Regions from separate parts of the Gossypium hirsutum genome. Here region 2 is linked to region 1. The links are chromatin contacts, called in public Hi-C maps. All regions are on one chromosome and are shown on one strand. Each heading gives the region's core, a stretch centred on a gene start, on an enhancer-like site or on the middle of the called end of the contact. The rest is flanking DNA. Distances are from core to core; before and after follow the strand shown. Region 1 holds the start of LOC107898999. Region 2 overlaps LOC107898994 (a long non-coding RNA gene).

The links. Hi-C and Micro-C count contacts between places; a contact is called where the count stands out from the background.
Region 2: a contact with region 1 is called in a Hi-C map of leaf, with 1.7 times the contacts expected there. The contact joins the enhancer-like site here to the promoter of LOC107898999 in region 1. A contact is called at or near these places in 4 of 34 Hi-C or Micro-C datasets (all in leaf).

What each region holds. Positions count from the first base shown.
Region 1 is chrD04:50,781,251-50,786,538 of Gossypium_hirsutum_v2.1, forward strand. LOC107898999 reads left to right here and starts at 2,988. Exons shown (of 4, transcript XM_016824584.2): 1 at 2,988-3,769; 2 at 4,121-4,361; 3 at 5,023-5,140; 4 at 5,233-5,288. The coding sequence starts at 3,198.
Region 2 is chrD04:50,876,454-50,882,033 of Gossypium_hirsutum_v2.1, forward strand. It overlaps LOC107898994 (a long non-coding RNA gene), which reads left to right. Exons shown (of 4, transcript XR_005911919.1): 4 at 1,086-1,596. Among protein-coding and RNA genes, the nearest start is that of LOC107898994, 8.0 kb to the left of the region's middle. Within about 2 kb of position 1,393, at least 3 of the 9 cell types and tissues checked have an H3K27ac peak or open chromatin away from gene starts, as enhancers often do. A contact at or near this core is called in leaf, where this site is marked.

The sequences.
Region 1 (5,288 bases), core at 1,738-4,237:
TTGACATTATTAGAATGTGCACTATCATCAAGTAAATTCACCATAGTAGAGCCCCTTTGTGAACAGTCAAATGACTCACAATTAGTGCTCAGGTCGAACTAATAAAGCCCTTCCTTCTCGACTCCCTCAAGCAAAATTTGACTAATCTACTCATCTTTTACCAAGCAACAATTTGCATGAAATTCAAAGAATGCTCAATTATCTTTAGCAAACTTGGAGATATTAATTAGATTTTTAGGCATATGTAGAACATGGAGGAGATCATTAAGTTGAAAAATTTTAGTGGAAGAGACTAATAAAGCATGCTAATATGATTTATATATAATTGACTACTATTATCAATAGTGACCATACCAATTCCTATGTATTCTTTACTAGGCACAAGATGCTTTCAGTCATTTGTAATATGATGAGTAGCACAAGAATCAACAAACTAAAAATTAGAAGAAATTTTTAGGTCTAACATAAAAGCATTTACTTCGTGTGTTGGTGAGTAGAGAAATTGTCCCTTCAATATTGGGGGCACTTGGAGAGGATGTATTGGAAGAAGTATCACCATTCACAACAAATTTATATAAGGATGAACTATAAAAAAAATTTGTTGAAAAGTAACCTAACTTTCATAAGGAGTAAAAGGACACATGTTGACAAAAGAACGCTCAAGGCAAGGCAATGAAAGCTTGTAGCTAGTTGTTGTGACACCAGGAAAAGACTAAATCATAGCGATGAAAACAATGATCAACAAGATGCCCAATATTGCTATATAATTGGCACTACATTTACAAAATTGCCTTAAAGTAAAACCAACAATATAATTGCTCGATCCTGAAGCATTAACATTCTTTGACTTAGACACATGGAGATGTGTTGCATTTGCATTGATAGGTAAATGAATGGCATTCTACTGCATCAATTTTGCATCAAGAAGCACCGCTACCACGCTATCAAGAAAGAATGACTCATGGTTGACAATTATAACCACCATAAAGGGTTCATACTCTATCGATAACCTATCAAAGTCATAACTATATGCTCCACCTCTAGAAATCTAATTACCACAAGCTGCCAAAGTGTTGTATACCTATTTGATTTGTGAGATGTGCTTTATCATGTTCAAATCACCATTTATAAGGCACGCAACTTGTAATGCAAGTGCATTACTTTTGTAATGGAATGAGTAACAAACAGTTTTATCAGAGTGCTCTATATAGCTGAGGAGGTTTCTGATCCAACTAATTGAGGTTTTATGTGAGGACTCACCATTGAAAGCAACCCTGAAGCTAATGCACAATCTTGTTGAACATACACGACATGAACTTTGTTTTTCACTTATTGATCGGAAATGTTGACCATCATTTTTTAGGGCACCACCATAGGTCCATCAAAAAGCTTCCTTGAGCGATGGCTTTTAATTATCAACAAGGTTTGTTGTTTCCAAAGAAGAAAGTTCTTCTCATCTAACATAACATTCACCTTTTTTATTAGTGAATATTTAAGCAAGTCTGAACATTGCATCAATCCCATTGTAGCCATTTGTTCTGTCACTAGAGTAATAGATTCCATCATCCTCGTTTGAAAGAGAGAAGGCCGATGACCAAAAAAGCTCTGATACCATGTTAAAGTTTTTACTTGAAACTAGAAAAGAAAGAGAAGAAATACAAAGAATTGAAACAAGAACCAATAAGAAGAAGACAAGAGAATAAAAAACCTCTACTTTTAAGAAATTGTCGAAAATTACTAATTACATCATTGACTGTGTCTATTTACAATCAAAGGGTAATATTGTAACGGACTAAACTAATTAGTTAACTAATACAACTAATTAGTAACCATTTAACAATTTCTCAATAAACTGGTAACCAATAACAACATGTGATGTAATAAGCTACAACAATTACGTTAGTTGCTTGGAGGTAAAGAAATAGTTGTTTCCTTATTTCCAAATAACTTAAGTTTTTTTTTGATACAATACCTAATTGTCCATAACCTCTATCTAACCCTTAAATAGAAGGATAAATATAGTTGAGCGTGCTTGAACCTACATTCTTCTGCATTGACAATAATATTGATATCAATCGAGATAACACTTATTCGACCCAAATAACTTAAGTTTATATATAAGATATTATGCTTTGTATATATTATTACTTAAGAAGTAATAAAATTTACTCATTTGTTAGCTTTTCTTTTTCCTACAAAATTCAAATCTTCTTTTTATACTGTGGCAACAACTCAAATCTTTAAAATTTTTGATATTGTTTTCTTTTACAGTACCTCAACTTAGGTTTCGTTTATCACTGGGATTTAAAAGTATTTTTCAACTTCAAACCATGATTTTAAATCAAAAGAAATAGTAGATAACTAAACCATGTTAAATTAAACTTTTAACCCAAATCAAAAAGTTAAAATTTTGAGGTTTTGGATAAAATTACTTTCTATTATATCTAAAATAAACTATTTTATCCATTTAAAATTACTCTTGGAAAGGAATGAACATTATCAAAATTTTGAAGTTGATGTCATTAGGCGCTGACAAAGGAAAGAACATTGATGATGAACTCAACGCTTCAAAGTTGACCAAAACAATCTTTTCAGCCTCCTCCTGACTGCTAACTATTTTTGTATATAATTAGACTTTGACATGCCCAACTTTTGCTGACATGATTAAAGCCTTAACGGGAAGAGACCATAAAAAACAAACAAAATCTGATTAAATTCTACTTTACCGTTGGAGAAAAATGGAGCAGGGGTTTAAAATTTAGAAATTAAGGACAGTTTTTTTATTAGTTTTATAAAAATTAAAAAAAAAATGGACACGCCTTGAGTTGAGTATTCCTAAGAGAAAACGATTCCAAGAAAAAGAGTCGAATAAAAATTCCTTCGGTTTGGTGGTGATTGGTGTGGGGTCCAGAAGCTGACGTCAGCATGCCTCTCAGCACGGTCAGAGACCACTCGCCTTGAATCCCTAAATCTCCCTGATTTATCCACGTGCCATCATTTTCTCTCCCGCGTCGTACATCTATCCGTTAACCCTAAACTCTCTCCCCCTCTCTCTCTCTCTCTCTCTCCTCCCTGTAACTCTTCTCCTCGAAGAAGAAGAGAAAGAGAAGGAAAAGAAAAAGCTTAGATAGATATTCAAAAGAAAGGAGGAAAAACTGTTATAAACAAGGGTAGGAAGGAAAGTCAACATTTGTAAAATGGGGAAACTTCTCTGCGATCCAACCGCCGTTGCGGAGACATTTCAAACGTCTTCTCCGACGGTCACTTGGAGGGAGCCTAACGCCGCCACTCTTGAAGCCGTTGATCTAGTTGACCAGACCCTCACGGCGGCAGCCGGCACTACCTGGGACGACGTGATTGGCCTAGAGGACCAACAGAGACGGCATCTCTCGAAGCTTCACGCTAAGGGGGTCCTTTGGAAGCACCCTAGCGAGCACGGGTCCTCGGTGGTGTTCAGGCTGTCGCATGGAGGCGATGTGTCCACGGACGGGAACTGTCTGTTCACAGCCTCGCAAAAGGCCATGGCGCGTGAGGTCGACGCGCGTGATTTGAGGAAGCGGACGGTGAAGCGGTTCTTGGAGGATCTTGGATCTGCTAAAGAAGAAGAGAGGCAGATGATAAATGAGGTGATTAAGAATATGTACTCTCCAGATCTGAGAAACGGGTGGGGGGTTCATGTGGTTCAAGAAGTTAAGTTGTTAGCCAAAAAGGATGAGCGCGTTGCCTTGGACTCTGCCATTGAAGAGCTCGTTCAGCTCGGAATGCAAAGGTGTTTTTTTTTTCTTTTCTAATCTTGGATCTATTTGTCTGATTCTAGTTTCTGGTTGAGATCTATTTACATTTTTTTCCCAAGAAAAATGTAGGAAAAGTTAGAACGAGATTTTTTTTTATTTTTTAAATTTAATCTTTTCATAGTGAAAGTTTAATGTTGATCATAGGCTAGGCGATTTATGTTAATATATATTATTTATATCTGTCTATGAACGAAAAAGCAAAAAAAAAAAAAATCTCATAACTAGCTGCAGTTTATATTTTACCAGTGCTAAATTTACCTTGGAAATGTTTATTTGAAATTATTTTATCAATGCTTTGTTTGATATGTTTTCTTGTCTGATTGAAGAGAATTGGTAGCCGAATCTATTTACAAAGAGAGATGTATTCCTGTGAATGATGGCTCGAGCTGGGCCAAATACATGTCGATATCTGGTTCACCTGATGATGAATATGATATCGTCACTTTGCAATATACTGAGGAGGGTTTATTATCTGTAGATGAGAATAGAGAAGGTCGTGCTGCTGCATTCGGGGATGACATTGCCATCGAATGTCTTGCAACAGAGTTCAATCGAGAGATATATGTAGTAAGTTTGAAGCTTGGTTTATACAAGTATATGGTTGTTTGGATTTTTCTGATTTGCTACTTTTAGGATGTGCTTGGTTGGGTGGAAAAGTGGAAGCATGGGAAGAAAGAAAGGAAAAGTGGGAAGAAAATAAAGTTGGATTGTGCTTGGTTGGGAAGAAAAATGAGAGGAAAGAAAATAAGAAAGATGACCATTTTCCATCCTAATTCATAAAAATCAATCATATTTGGAATGGTGAGAGGAGAGAAAATGAGAGAGATTGTATGTTAGGTCAAAATTATGCATTTTTCAAATGCTTTATTTTCTTTCCTTCCATTTTTTGCTTCTACCAAACAATGGATGGAAATTTTTTTTTTTCCATTTTTCATCTATCCCACCAAGCACACCTATGGAAAGAAAAATTATGTTTTTCATCCTAGTTTTCTATCTCTTCAATTTTCCGTCCTTTCAATTTTTTTCCACTCTACCAAGCAGAGCCTTAATGTCTTCAAAGCATTATATTGTTTGGTTGGTACTTTCATAGCCTTTTGTATCATCACATTGGCTGTGTGTTGCATTTAATGCAGCAGTGTCCTATGAATTTTGAGACTAAGATGCTAATGGGGTATCAACTCTCAGTTTAGATTGAAGCTCATTCATTATATCAACTCATTCATTACAGGTGCAAGCACATGGATCAGATGCTATGGTTGACGAAGACAATTGTGTTTTCTTCCTTCCGCATTGTCCAAGGAGTGAAATATGCGAACCTCCCTTCTTTTTGTTTATGAAAGGAACAGGTATTGGATTTTTTCTTACTTGCTTGCCAAATGAAAGACTTTTTCTCATCAGCTTGCAAGTTTGTGTTCCTAAATTTTGCCTAATGTGTCAGGTTGGTGTGGTGCTGGCGCTGATCATTACGAACCATTAATTGCCCATGCTTCTTCA
Region 2 (5,580 bases), core at 143-2,642, 94 kb after region 1:
CCCTTGGGCTTCATTAGCCACCATAAAAAAATATATCACTATAATAAAAGAGCTATCAGAAGAAATAGAAAAAGAAAATAGAGAAATAATAAGTGAGATTGAGGAAGCAAAGATGAATAAAGAGACGGAGAGCATCAGAAAAAAGCTATTGAAGCTGGAACATCAACTTAGGGATATGCGTCTCGAAAGGGAAGAAGTACATAAATGCCTTCTTAACCTCACACAATGCCACCAAGAAGCGGTATTGTACCCTTTTAATTACTAAAATATTATTTTATTTTTATCGAAATTTGTTAGGATAATTACCATCACCGACCCAAAAATCCGAATGGGTTTGGGCTGGATTCTATTGAGCTCGCAAAAGGAACTCGCAGATCGAGCTTACTCTCCTGCGAAGTTACACCTGCATGAGACCGTATAAACATACGTTAGGTCTAGAGTAGGATACGTGTCTGTATATATGAAATCTACCTAGTGTGTCATATCAATGAACAGAACACATATCATATAAATATTCTGACACCACCATCATAAGAGGACAAATAGAAAAGACTCAGCACTCATATCTATTTATTTAAAACCAAAACATGCCGATTGAGCCTTAGCATGGACATCGTTACCAATACAGGAGGACGTAAGTTCAAGTGCGCTGAAGTATATTATCCTCAATCAATTAATCAATACTTTAAAAACCTCCCATAGTTACCAAGGTCACTTATCAACATTAATATACCATGAAATTACAACAACAAAATCCACTGTGAAATCAAAAAATTATATTAAATATTTATAATTATTTTATACTAAAATTAAAGGGGAGTTTATTAGATTGGTAAAATTAAGGTTTTGAAAAATATGATAGCTTGTGTTTAAATCTCACGGTATGTTAATTTAAAATTTTTTTTATAGATTCTATATAAAGAGAGAGATTTTAGTCATTTTTCAATTAAATTGATGTTTGTATATGTGTGAAATTTAATTTAATATACAGTATGATATATGAATATTGATTTTGCATATTGTATACATGAACTCTTACTTTTACTTTAGTTTTAACGAAGCGATTTTTTTTATACAATATTTAGGTTGGGAGATGTGAGTTATATGGCTTGAGCTTGTGTTAACCAAGTGTGTGAGAAGAGTTTTTAACCGCCGCCCTATATAAGTCAAGATAAAATGAATAATATATTTATTGAAGATGGAAATAATATAATTTAAATTGAAGTATAAAAAAAAGGATTTTTTAAATTTTATAAAGAAAATATTTATTTAAATCCAATACAACATTTGAAAACGAAGGCTGAATCACATGCATTGGATCCGTTGGGGCCCAAAGGAAGGGAAGGGCAGCCCATGCCGATGGCAATGGTTAAAAAGTATAGGTAGCTTTTGCACGCCGACAGGTAGGGGAAAAGATCTATGTAGCCTCACGCCTGCCGCAGTTGCTGCCTTTTCGCTCCTCCCTAGAAACGACCAAACATTATTATATTTCTTTTTCCGTGCATTTGTTTAATAAAATTTGATGGTATCAAGTTGTTTGTGAAATTTTAATTTAGACCAAAATTAATGCATATAATTGTATAATATTAAATTTCACTTTTATATCGTGTTGTTCTATTTCAGAAAAGGTGTTGCTCAACTAGAAAGTAAAATGAACAAATTCTCAGTCCTTGAACGAAAAGCTTAATGTGAAAGAATGGTATTATTAATTATGTGTACCTTGTGTCCTGTTATTCTTAGTTAAATCCAGTAGGTTTTCTCTAAAATTATTTTAATTTAGTTTTGAATATATTCTGGCTTTGTAAGATTTGATTATAATTATAATTTATTTAAAAATATATAATTTGTAATCTTTTTTTTAATAAAATCCTCAATCAACATTATTTTAAAAAAAATTTTAATCATTGCAACGTTTTCTTTCTTTGTAGTCCTAAACTTGCAAGGTTTTAGAAATGCGGTAGTATAGGGACTTAGAATGATATAATTGGAGAATACAAATTAAATGTACAATTGTATGTATAGTACAAGATTAGAAATTGAATTTAACTAAACGAATTTGACTCTAAAATTTCTAAAGTCAAAAAGTATAGGAACTAAAATTGACCAATTTGAAAAGTACAAAAACTAAAATTTTTCAAATTAAAAGTATAATGATTAAATCCGTAACTTTTGCCAAGTACATAGACTAATAGCATAATTTAACGTTATTATCAATAGAAAATTTTAACATTAGTTACCTCAATTTTTAATTTATTACAGGTGAGTTTTTTTTATTATCAATTATTATTTGTATATTATTTTCATATTTCCATAGTTAATTTTTATTTCACTATAGTTTAATAATTTTTTTATTTATATTTATAATTAAAGGTAAATTAGTAAAATGTGTTTTTTGGTAATGTTACGGTTCATCAATCAAACAATAAAATCTTACGGTCCAACTAAATGAACCAAATAAGATAATCTAATATATTCGGTAATGAACTAAGCAATCTTAAATTCCAGTAATCATATTACAAACTATCTTAATACCACCTTTCTTCCTTAATTAATGTTACATTCTCATGATAATATTAGAATATTGACAATTCCACCCCTTATTTTAATGACTTTTTTTTGGTGAATTATAAAAGGAGGGTAAAGCCCTAACAGTAACGCGACTTGAACCCAGATTACACTTGAGGTGGTAAACACCCTAACTATCAAGTCAACACATGTATGTATCATTTTAATGACTTTGATTCATTTTATTTAAACAAAAATCAAATAATAATAAAAACTAATGAATTAAAGTTATTGATTATTTAATATATTTTTCAAGTAACATTTAAATCATATTTATCATTATAAGTATAAATTATGGAGAATTAATATTTTGACTATTTCATTCTGTCCAAAAAGTTACATTCATTATCACTTTATCACTGTTTATTTATTTATTTATTTATTTATTTATAATTTTGATCAAATTTACGCTTAAATAATAATAATAATAATAATAAAGATTCCTTGTCACTTTTATCAAAAGAGAACTCCTCGCTCTTCTCCCATTTCAGTTTATTAATTTGAAAAAGGAGATAAGAGATTCAATTTACTAAAGAATTAATTTATGAGCAAAATAAAATACCATAAAGTAAACCATTTTGTAGTAAATAAATAAAAATCCTAGAGGCAATTTAGTAAAATGTGTTTCATAAAAAATGTGGTAAAATGTGCTTTAAATAATGTTACATTCCATTAATCAAATAATTAATTTTATATTCCATTCAAATGAATCAAACAAAATAATGTAGCATAATCGGTCCTATACTAAGTAAGCTTGCATTTTGATCAAAATTATTATTCGATAAACTGGTGGTGGAAAGAAAATTACACAAATAGGGCTAAAATAATAACATTTATCTCCTAAATATATTTAAATTTTAAAAATAAATAAATTAGACAATGGTATCATCTTAACCAGCAATTAATTCTATTATAAAATTTAATAGACTTAGACTCTGTTTGTTTCACTGAAAATAGCTTTCGGAAAATGATTTACTTTTTTAGAAAAACTAATATTTTATGTTGTTTGAATGAATCTATGTAAAATAATTTTTATTGTTTGTCAGGTCTCCTGAAAATATTTCATAGAAGTTGTTTTCCATGAAACAAACATAAATTTGGGATTTATGATAAGTAGTGAACTGATTACAAAGTGATGTTAAGTGAAATTATAGTAAATAAAGAATCTTCATGATGTTAAGGACTAAGTTGTAAATTTTGTGAAATTTATAATTGAAACAAGAGAAGTGATATGTATGAGAATTTGTTATGTGAAATAAGATATTGTAATGAATTACTTGATTAAAGTGCTTATATGGTGAAAAATAAATTAAATGGTAATAGGGACTAAATTGAAAAATATACAAAACTTAAAGTGTGAAAGAATTTAATATGTGAATAACGAAATTACGATAAAAGTTTAATGAATGTGTTATGAGATGATAAAATATGTATAAAGTATTGTAAAAGTGAAATTAAGGTTCGAGCCGCTTCTTTTGCGGTTTTACGTATTCTTTAATTGAACTTTTAGACTTGCATATACCAATTAAGTTAGATTCAGTGCATTGAGGTTTTAAGAATGAGCCTGTTGGTTCAATGGTTAAGCATTTCCTTGTGTCAGTGGTCTTGTGTTGGAATCCCTGCGTGTGCATTAGGGAATATAATTTTTGCACTCCTCCATAATACTGATTTTAGGAATTTAAATGATCTTATGTTAACTTCTTTCCTTCCTCCTCCTTTTTTTTTCCCTCTTCTTTTCCTTTCTTTTTCCTTTTTGGCAATTGTTTTTGAATTTTCTTCGTATAACATTCTGTTGAGTTAATCGTTGAGTCGTATCACTTTATTGGTTGTTTCGGTGGTTAAAGGTAAGACTTTATCTCAGAAATTATAGTAGTTATGTGTGGTTGTGAGTTTCTTGAAATCCCAAAGTGAGGATGTTGATTTTTTTTTGCTTTGTTGTTTGTGGTTACGAAAACGTAGGGAAAGATTAAGAGACATCTAACGCTTCTCTCGTCGTCTAGAATTCGAGTGTGCGTTGTTAGACTACCAATAAGTAAGTTATGTTCGTTTCAAATTTTTGTGTTGAAGGTTTGGTATTGTTTGTTGTTGTGATTTAGCGTATTTCTTAAATTTTCATTAATTGAGTAGTTTGATTTTGGTTTCTAGGCTTTGAGAATCTCGGGTTTTGCTTCAGGGTCGTCATTACTTGCAGGTAGGGTATCGAAACCCTTTTTTTCTATGTTTTTGAACTTTAAAATCGAGACAATCGATGGCACATGGGCTGCCACACGGCCGTGTGTACAGGCTGGGTGCGACATATGGTCGTGTAGTAAGCCATGTGGTGGGTCGTGTAACTGACTGATTTAGAATTTGAGACGCACAGACGAGCTACACGAGTGTGTGGCTGACTGTGTGTGAGACATGAATGTGCAGTGGTCGTATGGGCTGGCACACGGGCGTGTGTCCAGATTGTGTACCTCACTAACTTGATGAGTAGGGAGGCACGGGAAGGGGCACGAGCGTGTGCTTAATCGTGTGAGGTACACGGGCATGTGCCCAGGCCATGTGACTCACTGATTTGACTAATAGGGTACACAAGTAACCACATGCTCGTATGCCAAGCCGTGTGGAGTGACACGAGCAACCATACGGGTGTGTGCGCCTAAATCACTAGTTTCTGTTAACGCCATCATTGTTGTATGAGATGAGTGTAAACTGCCTATAAGATAGGTATCACCATACTGAGCTGTATGTTCTGGTTTGTTGTGATTATAATTGGCTTTATTTACCCTCTGTTATACTAGACTGTATGATTGTATATGTATAATAAATGATACGCATATATTGGTCATTGGTACTCTGCATCTGCATGAGGGGAATTATGAATTGAAGAAAGTGTTTTGTACTGATTTGGTGGTCAAATCACCTGACATTATCCCTGATTTGGCAACGAGATTGTAAACATGCAACGTGTTATACCGACACTGTGAGGTGTGTAAGGTTGGATGTGTACTGTTGACACCATTTTTTTGGATA